2 separate regions of the Mus musculus genome follow, and region 1 is linked to region 2. The links are chromatin contacts, called in public promoter capture Hi-C maps. All regions are on one chromosome and are shown on one strand. The core of a region is the stretch at or near the end of the contact, and the rest is flanking DNA. Distances in the headings are between cores, read along the strand shown. Region 1 holds the start of E130308A19Rik (RIKEN cDNA E130308A19 gene). Region 2 holds the start of Wdr31 (WD repeat domain 31).

What was found. Promoter capture Hi-C pulls out the DNA fragments that hold promoters and counts their contacts.
Region 1: a promoter capture Hi-C map of liver shows a contact between it and region 2, with 4 times the contacts expected there. The contact joins the promoter of E130308A19Rik here to the promoter of Wdr31 in region 2. A contact is called at or near these places in 4 of 39 promoter capture datasets (cranial neural crest, embryonic stem cells, hippocampal neurons and 1 more).

The regions. Positions count from the first base shown.
Region 1 is chr4:59,622,133-59,627,611 of GRCm38.p6, reverse strand. It overlaps E130308A19Rik (RIKEN cDNA E130308A19 gene), which reads right to left and starts at 1,401. Exons shown (of 4, transcript NM_001015681.2): 1 at 1,121-1,401.
Region 2 is chr4:62,468,258-62,474,124 of GRCm38.p6, reverse strand. It overlaps Wdr31 (WD repeat domain 31), which reads left to right and starts at 3,226. Exons shown (of 11, transcript NM_023597.3): 1 at 3,226-3,306; 2 at 5,192-5,288.

The sequences.
Region 1 (5,479 bases), core at 152-2,651, 2.8 Mb after region 2:
ATTTATTATTTGATCATTTATGAACACATAGCAACTGTTCACGAAGTAAGCCAGCTAATCAAATAAGAAAAAACAGAGCTACTACCTTCCACCTTTCAAAACACTATATCTAACGTACAACAACCCTACCCTTGGTTTGTACGCATGTAAGGAATAAATGTATCATGTAAAATAAGGAAATACCGCTGGGAAAAATCACTTCTAACATCACGTTCTCTTCATATGCTATGAAAAAAAAAAAAATCTCCTATCTTAAAACGGAAAACAAAGGTTTTAGCCTGCATGGAAAGACTATCATTGTTTTACTCTCTAATGCAAGCCCTACCATAAAAGCTGTCACTACATGACACTCCAATTAACTGTTTAGTAGGTAGACTACTCTATCGGTGATAATCCTAAGGACCACAAGAAAAAACTTTACTCCACAACTTCAAAACAATTTCTTTAAAAATATTAAAAAAAAAAAAAATCAGCCATGTTCGATTTTCTCCATTTAAGTCACTGCCTGACCTTTAACATTTTAAATTAAAGTCAGCCGTAAGAAAACCACAAACATTTTTTGTTTGTCTGTTTGTTTGTTTGTTTGTTTCATCTGATGTGTTTGTTGCTGGTCAGCTCAACCTCCTCTCTCCAGGACACTAGGTTTCTTGATCTATTTGATAACAAACCCAAATCACTGTGCGCAGCCTCAGATTGGGGGGAGCTTTTGGGAGAAAGCCCTCCTCCGTTAGAAACAATAAATAAGGGAGCAAAGCGCCGCACGTTCCTTTACACGCCCCACACGCACCTCCCGGTACCTCCGGACAACCAAGCTAGTCCGGCAGAGCCCCGAGGTGTCTCAGACTCTGCAACTAGCTAGGCAGACCGTTCCTCCTCCGTCCCGCCCTCCTGCCCAGCTCGGGGGACGCCGGCGCACCGACAGTCCCCGCCAAGACGCCGCCGGCCGCGAACCGGTGCGCGCCCCGCTCTGCGCCCGCAGACCCCTCCGCCCCTAGCGCCCTCCCGCCTCGCTGGCCCGGAGCAGACAAAAGGAAGGTTCTGAGGGTCACGGCGCGGCCGCCCACACACAAAGAGGCCCCGCGCCCGCGTGCTCCCCAGCCCCGCGCGGGCTCTCACCCACCTGCAGGTGTCTGTGCGTCTGTCCATAGGAACGCGGGCGGTGGGGCCTGCGGGAGCCCGGCGGCCCGAGCTGGACGGGGAGGGACGGCGGGACGGAGGGCGGCAGCACCACAGCCGGAGGCCCCGGGGCCGGAGTCGGTGAACCGGGAAGGGCGCCCCACGGGCTGCGCGGCGGGTGACGGCGGTGGTGCGATGAGAGGGGGGGGCGCAGGCGCCAGCCTGGCTCGGCCACCGGCGCGCGCCGCTCCGTGCGCCCCGGGCTCCGCGCGCCCGGCTTGGAGCGCGGGGGCGGGGCCGCGCGGGGCGGGGCCGGAGAGGGGCGGGGCGGGGGCTCGGACCCCAGCTTCAGCCGGCACCGGAAGCGCTCCTCAGGCGGCGGGACCTACAGGAAGTGTGTAGCGACGCCCGCGGAAGGCGCTCGACCCGCGGCGCTCGCTGCCCTGAGGGGGCGCGGGCCAAGCTCCTGTCAGCGACGCGAGCAGCCCGGAGCCGGCCGAGCTCGGCCCCCGTCGCTCCGACAGGTACAGAACCCACGCACGGTCTGTGCCACTTTCCACGCGTGTCCGCTGTCCTGGCCTCCGCGCACTTCAGCCTAAACACTTGAAGTAAGCAGAGCTTGATCGCGTTAGAGGTGTGTGACACCTCAGACAGAGTTGTGCCGGGTGGCCTGGGACCCGCAGTGTACTTACTCCATAGTGTCCTAATGTCCCACCGCATCGCATCCACACACACATCTAATAAACTGGAGTTCCCAGGGAAAAAAATAAAGAATAGTGCAAGGTGTTAAAGATTCTACACGCCTTAATAATTTATTTATTGCCTACCCATCAAACTTAATACCCTCATGACCTTAGGAAACTCTTTAATATGTCTTTTTTAGCAGTGGCTAAAAAAGTGGTTAAGAGCACTGGCTGCTCTTCCAGAACACCAAGTTGATTCCCGGCAGTATCTCACAACAGTCTGGAGTTCAGTCCCCGCGGTACGACAGAGCGGTGCAGACGTACATGCTGGCAAAACGACCACTAATAATAATAGTAGTAGTAATAGTAAAAAGAAGGAAGAAATGTATTGTCAGCTGACCTCTAGCTTCCACTGATTCAAAAGCTACAAATCTCATCAGTACCTGAAACTTGTAAATTTGGCCCACTTTGCTGTAATCCACCAACCTGCAGGCCTTGCCATTTGGTAATTGCCTTGATTTTATGACTTCCTTTTTTCTGTAAATAATAATAATAATAATAATAAAAGCTAATGTAACTACTTCCACAGTGGAGCATGTCTTCCAGGGTAATCTGAATCCATGTTGCTGGCCATCATTTGTATTTGGCTCAAGAGTAGACTCACTGAGCTCAGAGCTGTACTTTGGCATCTACACATTCATCCCACCCCAGGAGTGGGGCCGTTGTAACAGCTAAAACTCTCAGAGGTGCTCTGATACACAAGGCACTAAAAGCTACCTACACAGCATGGCACCACTGAGACAAGGCTGTGTGTTTAAAAACCCCTTTCATAGCACCTCCCAGATATGTCTGTGCCAAGCACTTAGTAAGTTGTTAATTCAGTTAGTCCTAGGAACGCTACAAAACTGGTGCTACTAACATTACTATTCTATAGAAAATTTGATACAAAATGTAATTTTTTTTATGTGTGTGGGGGTTGTTCTGCTTGCATGGATATCTCTGTGCCAGAGATGCCCTCGGTGCCTTCCCAGGCCAGTAGAGGGTGTCAAATGTCCTGGAACTGTAATTCCAGATGGGTGTGAGCTCCCTCCCGGGTGTTGGGAATCAAACCCAGGTCCTCTGGAAGAGCAACTACTGAGCCATCTCTCCAGCCTCACATTTTCAGGTACCTACTGAGAAGTGATATTGCAGTTCATAAGATGGTTGTAGTTTTAGTTTTCAGAAACTGAGGCTTAGAGAAACTAAGAAATCTTGAGAACATAGTTTGTTATTGGAGCTCAGAGTCATCCACTGCTTCCAGGCTCCCTTTTCTCCTCACAGCACTGAGCCCTTTCCAAACCATGTCTAATGGTAGAAAGTCAGACTTAGAAATAACCTGATTAGCCTTAGGTACTATCCACATCTTGGTCTTACCCCTCCTGTGATAAGAAATCTCAATCATTCCTAGGTGAGAAATGAGAATGTGACAGATTGTAAATATAATTAGGCAGTGGTGACACACTTTTAACCCGGGCACTTGAGAGGCAGAGGCTAGCTACTGAGTTCCAGGATACCCAGGGCTACACAGAGAAACCCTGTTTCAAAAAAAACATTAAAAAATAAAAAGATTTAATATATTTAACATAACTATATACTAAAAGTGATTAAGAAACTAAATTTTATATTCTACTTTTGCCACAATTAACTGTATGTATTTGCTATTAAAAATGGTCATTCTATATACCAGTTTGTCGAACTTGTAGATTCCTTATCTGCAAAACAAGCAACAAGAAACCAAGCAATGAAAAGAAACTGCTACTGAAAACATTGTAAAACAGATATCTTTAGCTGTCTCATGGTGCTGGATAGTTTTATGTCAACTTCACACAAGCTGGGGTTGTCTAAGAGGAGGTAGCCTCAATTGAGATAATGCTTCCATAAGACCTGGCTGTAGGCAAGCTTGTAAGAAATGTTCTTAATTAGTGATTGATGTGGGAAGGTCCTGCCTACTATGGTGGTACCATCCCTGCTCTGGTGGTCCCAGGTTCTGGAGGAAAGCAGGCTGAACAAGCCACGGGGAGCAAGCCAGAAAGTATCACTCCTCCATGACATCTGCATCAGCTCCTGCCTCCGGATTCCTGCCCTGTGTGAGTTCCTGTCCTGACTTCCTTTAATAATAAACTGTGATGTGGAAATATAAGCCAAATTTAAGTGCCTTACTCCCCATCTTGCTTTTGGTGTTTCATCACAGCAGTAGTAACTCTAAATAAGACACTACTGGAAAGAGTTATTAAATAGAAAGGTGGTCCTGGTTAAACACCTCAGTGCCTCAACTGAGGCTGTTGATGAACCAGATTGTCTTGAGCAAAATCAGATTAAATTGGTTCCACCAGGGCCTACAACTAAGCCTTGAACTACTTCCATCCCTGGCTGGTGAAGTTCCAATATTCTGTCTGCGAAAAATAAATCTTTGGTGGAGGAGCTTTTAAAAATAAAATTTAATACGTAGTATCTGGCATCACATATGATAAGAAAAAAAATCCAAAATGAAAAAGACGACAGTCCAAACATATAAATATGTCCCAGATGTCCTGGTCAATAGACCCTTAGAATAGCTGTGATTAATATGATCAAGTCATACATGACAGAATGGAGGATTTTAGTATACATTAGGATTTTAAAATAACCAAATAGAGCCCACTGGGGACATATAAACCAAGACCACAATAGGGTAGTTTGAATATGCTTGGCCCAAAGAGAGGCACTATTTGAAGATGTGGCCTTGTTGGGGTAGGTTTGTCACTGTGGGTTTTAATACCTTAGTCCTAGCTGCCTGGAAGCCAGTCTTCTCTTAGCAACCTTCAGCTGAAGATGTAGAACTCTCAGATCCTCCTGTTCCATGCCTGCCAGGGCTGCTATGTCCCTACCTTGATGATGATGGACTGAACCTCTGAACCTGTAAGCCAGCCCCAATTAAATGTTATCCTTATAAGAGTTACCATGATCATGGTGTCTATTCACAGTGATAAAACCCTAACTAAGACAAAAGTTGGTACCAGGAGTGGGGTAGTGCTCTTATAGGCCTGATTATGCCTTTGTTTGGCAGAATGTGGATTTGGGAACTTTGAATTTGGAAAGCAGTGGAATCCTTTAAGTGGGGCTTAACAGGCTATCCTAGTAGGAATATGGAAGACTTTGTTGCTGAGAGTGATTTAAACTGGGCAGACAAGGCAATGAAGTTTCAGTGAAGAATTTCAGTATGTGGAATAGAGACTGTTTTTCTAGTATTTTGGCGAAGAATGTGACTGCTTTCTGCCATTGGCCAAAGAGTCTGCCTGAGACTAAGGTGAAGAGATTTAGATTAACTACTTTGAAAAAGGAAGCCTCAAAACAGCTTGTTATAAATTCTGTCACAAGATTACTAAAGTTCACTCTTATGAAGAACATTTTAATGAAAAGGAGCAAGCTGAGAAAGGAAAAATACATATGGTTTAAGTATTAAAGGGACACTAGGAAGTAGAAAGGAGCTGACTCCTATGTTCTAGAAGATAACAGATTAAGGGAGTAGGACTTTGGGGCATGATCCCACCCAGCTAAAATTAGGTTCAGGCAGGGTTGTACACAACTTTAATTTCAGGAAACAAAGCCAAGCAAATCTCTGAATTCAAGGTCAGTTTGGGACAGAGCAAGTTCTAGGTGAA
Region 2 (5,867 bases), core at 1,977-4,476:
AGCTGAAATAAAGTCTTTTCTTCTCAGGTTGCTTTCAGTCCTGATGTTTTATCACAGCAACATGAAGCTAACTGATATGGTTTATCACAGCTGCAGAAGTGGGAGGCAGCTGGTCACACTTTGTCCACAGTCAAGGAGCAAAGAGTGGTGGATAACCCCAGACTAGATTCTATCCAGAAATCCACTTCAGTTGATCCATCACAGATACACCCAGAGGTCTTTTTGTTTCTGTTTTCTTTTCATGATTCTAGATCCTGTCCAGTGACGGCACTCACCATCACAGAGTGTAAGGATGGTTTACAAAGACTCCAAGGTAACAGCTAACTTAAGTAGTTCATAGTGTTGAAGCACATAGCATGGGTGTGCAGAGAGGATGAAGAGATGTAAACAAAGCTTAAGAGACCTCATGAAGAATTTGGGCTTCATCTTGGATTGTCATTGTTTACTGCACCTAAAAGCCCGTCTAGGAGCTTAAAGTGGAAGGTGCTTATGTGCTCCTAACTTAGAAGATTGGCAAACTGGGTTGTCACACCTGGATCACTTTTCTGATGATTCTCCTTGTGGTTTTCACCACGTGAAGGCTGGAAAGTATAAAACAGTCTTACTCATGCTTGACATTTGGTGCTAACTATTGTGTGTGCTGTGCCTTTCAGGTGAGCTGGCTAGGATTTCCTACAGATTCAAAAAGATGAAAGGAGAAACCAAGTCCCTTTGAGGCTTAAATCCAGAAGTTCCACAATGTTACTTCTGCTACACTCAAATGAAAAAAAAAAATGTATGATGCCAGCCCTAATGGAAGAATCAACGATGAGTTTATGGTTATTTTTAACTTATTATACCCCGGATAGTGTTGGCCTGAACCAAAACAGTGGCTAGAGAGAAATGAGGATATTTAGAAAGCAGAATTGGAAACCTTGGGAGCAGGATAGTTAAAATAACTTTTATTCACCTGATGTAATTGTTGTTTCTGAGGTTTACTGCCTTTGTACAACCTAATCTAGGCCTAGAATGTTTTCAGCCTCTGAAACTTACCGCTGAATAAGCTCACCCTTTTAGTTCTTTCTGAACTCTGGCTGGGCTGCTTCAACTCAGCTGTTCTGGCTCAAACTCCTCTGCAAGCTGACTGATTCAATCTGGCTTCTCCCTCTTGGCCTCTCCTAAATTGCTCTGCTTGGCTTTATACTAACTTTGACAATCTGTTCTAATCTACTAGCTCCTTCTCATTCTCTGCCTCGCTCTGTTTTTATCTGTGTCTGACTCGTTCTCTCTTTAACCTTTCTTTGTAAAATTCTTCCAGTAAAACTGCCTCCTTTTTTTCTGGCTCTCTCTGTGTACTGTTCTCTCTTAAGTAGCTTCTCTTTCCTCTCTCTTCTTCTGAGAGTTGGGCATATCCTGTTTTGTCAAATCTTTTTCTGATTTGTCACTTTGTCTGTCACTCAAACATCACTTTTAAACATAAAGAGTTTCCTTCTACAAACTAACTCTAGCTTTATTGTTTGGGATTAAAGGTGTGTACTAAGGGTGTGTCTGTATTCTGGGCATAGGGTCTAAAGAATTGTGCTAATGGTGAGCCACACCACAACTAGAAACAGATTTTTTTTTCCCCAGAAACAATCCAGTCTCCCAGTTCACAGTGTGATCAAATATCCTGCAACAGAGGATTGCTCCTGAGAGGCAGTTACAAATGACTCCTAGGTTTGTGGCTTGAGTGATTAATGGGTGGTAATGCCCAGTGTTTAGAGAAAGAAAAGAACAGGTTTAGGCAGAAGATGATGTCTGTGAGTCATGTCAAGGAAGAGGTGTCTTTTAGATAGTCAGATGGAGAAGAGCAAGAAGTAGGCGGAAGACAGATGAGGCTCCGGGACAAGTGTGACTACAGATACCAGTTTGGAAGGATCAGATGCCAGAAGCATTTCTCAAAGTGGTTGTATCCCAGAACAGAGTGCTTTGGGAGTAGACTCTAACACCTTAGTTTGTACTTGACCCAAATCAGTAGAAGTCTATTCTACTGCCAGTATTTTGTAGAAATACAGTATTTTGTAGAAATCAGTAGAAGTCTATTCTACTGCTAGTATTTTGCCATAGCAATGGGTTATACACTGACTCCAAAATTTACCTAACAACTATTTTTTAAAAGATTTATTTATTTTGTGAATATGAGTGCTCTACCTGTAGAGCTAGAACATGCACACCTGTGTTCCAGAAGAGAGCATCAGATCCCACATGGTTATGAGCTGTCATGAGGTTGCTGGGAATTGAACTCAGGATCTCTTAACCGCTAAGTCATCTCTCGAGATGTTAGTCTTTTGTTAGTACCTTCCCATTTGAATCTGAAGAAGGTACTGACAGTCTTTTTGTTTGTGGTGCTGGCTCATCCCAGTTTGATGAAAAACAAAGTGAAAAGTATTCAGTTTGGCAGCACATGTGTTAAAATTGGAACAATATAGGAACTGGAGAGATGGCTCAGCGGTTAAGAGCACTTATAGCACCTGCAGAAGACACAGGTTCAGTTCCCAAAACCCACAGGGCAGCTCACAACCATCGAGCTCACAACCATCGGTAACTCACGTTCTGTAGGATTAGAACTCAGTAGGCACACAAATTATATATATATATATATATATATATATATATATATATATATATATATATGTATATGCAGATAAAGCACTCACACTTATAAAATAAGTTATTTTCAAACCGTTTTTTAAAAAGTGGATTGACACAGAAAACAAATTAACATGGTCCCCACACAAAGGCGAACGGCACAATCAAAACCTTCCATATATTTGAAACTCATTACTTTATCTATTTAGAAAAATTAGTAAAAATAAACACACACATGCCAAATGAGAGGAATGGATTAAGATGTTTGGGAAATGTTCAATGGAGAAAATCTCTGTCTATATTCAGGGACATTTAAAATAAATTTTCTGGGCGAATAATAATTACAAAGTGACACTTATTAATCGCTTACTCGCTGTGGCTACGACAGATATCACCGCTTTTCTTGGAGGATACAGGTGCTTCATGTTCATGTAGCGTGGTTAAGCACAAACCTCCCCTGCATAGAATATTCACATACCATCAAATTAGAAAAGGAAAATACGCTCTCTCGGCTCGGCCCCTGAGGGACTTCCGGCACGTGGAACCTGGGTTCCGGGGCTGCCGTGGACGCCCGGAGCGTTTAGGTGGAACTCCCGCCCTAGCGACGCGCGCCTGGTTGCTAGGGGCGGAGGCGCGGGAACCTGTGGAAGCTAAGGATGCCTGCTACCCGTGCTTTCGGGCCTCGGTGCTAGCCCACCGGTGGGTATGGAGCCCGAGGTGGGAGAGAGGGAGCATCGGGGGGCATCTTCGCGCTCTCCCCAGCGGTAGCCAGCCACCCACCCGAAGTGAGGAGGAGGTCTGGGAGGGTATGTGTAGGACCTGGTTTCACCTGCTTCCATCTTGGCGTAATCCTCCCCTGGCACGTGCACATGAAAGTAAGCTTTAGCAGTTCAGATAATGGACAGGAGTAGGAGCATTTATAATCTGAAGGGCCAGAAAGAAAACAAACAAGACAACAAAGAACTGCACGCTGATGGTCCTCAACGTTGGGAGTTCTGATCTAGCGCCGACCCTCAGTGAGACCGGGTGTCTTGTAAATCCTCTTACTGTCTGAATCTTTTCCTTTACATTATCATTAGAGTCAAACCAGTCCACCTCCTATAAGCTTCTGCGAGTCGTTTGTTAATCTTTGAACACTGGTGTAGATGTCTTAGTCACAGAGAGTATAGGTTAGATAGACATCCATGTGAAAGATTTGGGAAGAGAGCGTGGATTTAAAAAAAAAATCATTTATACCAGTTGGGAAGTGGCAGTGCATGCCTTTAGTCCCAGCATTGAGGCGGTAGAAGCAGGCAGATCTCTGAGTTCTTGGACAGCCTGCTTGGTCTACAGAGTGAGTTCGTTCCATGACAGCCAGGGCTACACAGTAAAACCCTGTCTCAAAAAAAAAAAAAAAAAATAATAATAATCATGTACACAACTAGCGCCATGTTAAAAGTCTCAGTGATCATACTTGCTAGGCCAGAACACATACACAGAGATTTATTAAAAAGAATATATCACAAGAAAAGTCAGGCCTAGTAGGCACATTCTTAGAATAAACCCGAGTGGGAAGAGTTCTTTTCGATAACAAGTCACGGGGAACTTGCTCAGTCTTGTGTGATTCATGGTAGGTGAAGAGGCAAGGGGCATCTCACTACCTTGCTAAGTAGTACATTTTACAGCGTCATTTCTTCAATATTTGGGTTAATACTGTGTCAGACTGCAAATGTTTGTATAAGACATCTCAAGTCACTAGGATCATATGAGAGGTTTTTTGTTGTTGTTGTTGTTGTTTTGAATCTTTGTGTGTGTGTGTGTCTACAGACAGGATGAGAAAAGTCTACTGAAATAAGATTCATTTCACTCAGTTCTGCCCCCATGACAGCAAGTTAGCTCTATGGATCACAGTTGTATCAAAGGCTATAAAGGAATTGTGTACTACATAACCGAAAGAGGATTTTCTGAGCTCTATCTAATGTAGGCCTTTGGAAAGCAGATTTGGACAGAGACAGATCAGGGGTTCAGATGTAGATCTGCTTCCCCCAGAAACCCACAGGGCATCCAGAGCCATCATGACCTTTCAGCACCTTTCCAAGTGCTTCCAGCCTTTGTGGGTTGAAGCAGGGTGATGAGCCTTCAGAGATATTTTTTGGATGGTCTTGTTAGGTAGTTTAAAAAGACCATTATTTTGAGGTCTGGTCACATGAGCCTGTGAGGCAGGAGGATTTTGAGTTGGAGGCCAGCTTGGGCTATACAGAAAAAGATTTTGTCCCCAAAAGACAAACAGTCAAAAACCACAGAGTGTTATGTTGTACCCTGTAAAGAGCTTCTGGCTAATCTTGCTCTTTAATTTAGGATGCCATCTCTCATGCAGCAGAGAAATAGATGTGTAGTTAACATCATGATATACTCTGCTCTATTAATAGAAAATTGACGTTCATATAATCTTGGAAATTTGTGTGCTATTTCTTAACGAGGAAAACTACAGTAATAATTTTTTTCAATTAAACGAGGCTCCTATTTACACTTGTAAATCTCTCTGGTGCAAACATATGCTTAGACAGAGGGGAGATTAACTTAAGCGTCCTTTCGTTAATTACAGAGATTAGGAAGTGGCTGTCTGACTTGTTTCCGAAGGCTGAATGAACTACAGATCATCAAATACAGCAGCTCACCAAGAAGATCTGGTTGCTTTGGGGGTAAGTAATGCCAAGTTACCCTTCCTTCCACTCCCCAGCGAAGATACCCACTAAGAATCCAGTTGGTTTTGAATACATTTACAGCCCCCGTGGTTTCCAGTGACCTAGATCTCGGGCAATACCTGTTTGCAGTTTGATGACAGTGTTAAACACAGGTGAAGCTGGCAGATGGGCAGCTCTGCATATCTATAAACAGTACATATCTTAGAGTTTCTGGATGCCGTCCTAGAACTTTTCCTTTTAGTCCATCACATGGCCTATCACAGAACATCCTAGAATGTTTGAATTAGAAGAGACTGCAGGTTCAGGAGTTTGCAACAAATACTTTTGTCATACTGTGTAAGCCATTTGGGGTTAAAAAAAAAAAGATCTTGGGGCTAGAGTGATGGCTCATTGGTTAAGAGCACTGACTGCTCTTCTAGAGGTCCTGTGTTCAATCTCCAGCAACCACATGGTGGCTCACAACCATCTGTAATGAGATCTGATGCCCTCTTCTGGCACAAAGGTGTACATGCAGATAGAGCACTCATACATAAAATAAATAAATCTGATTTTAAAAAGTCATTATGGAACACATAA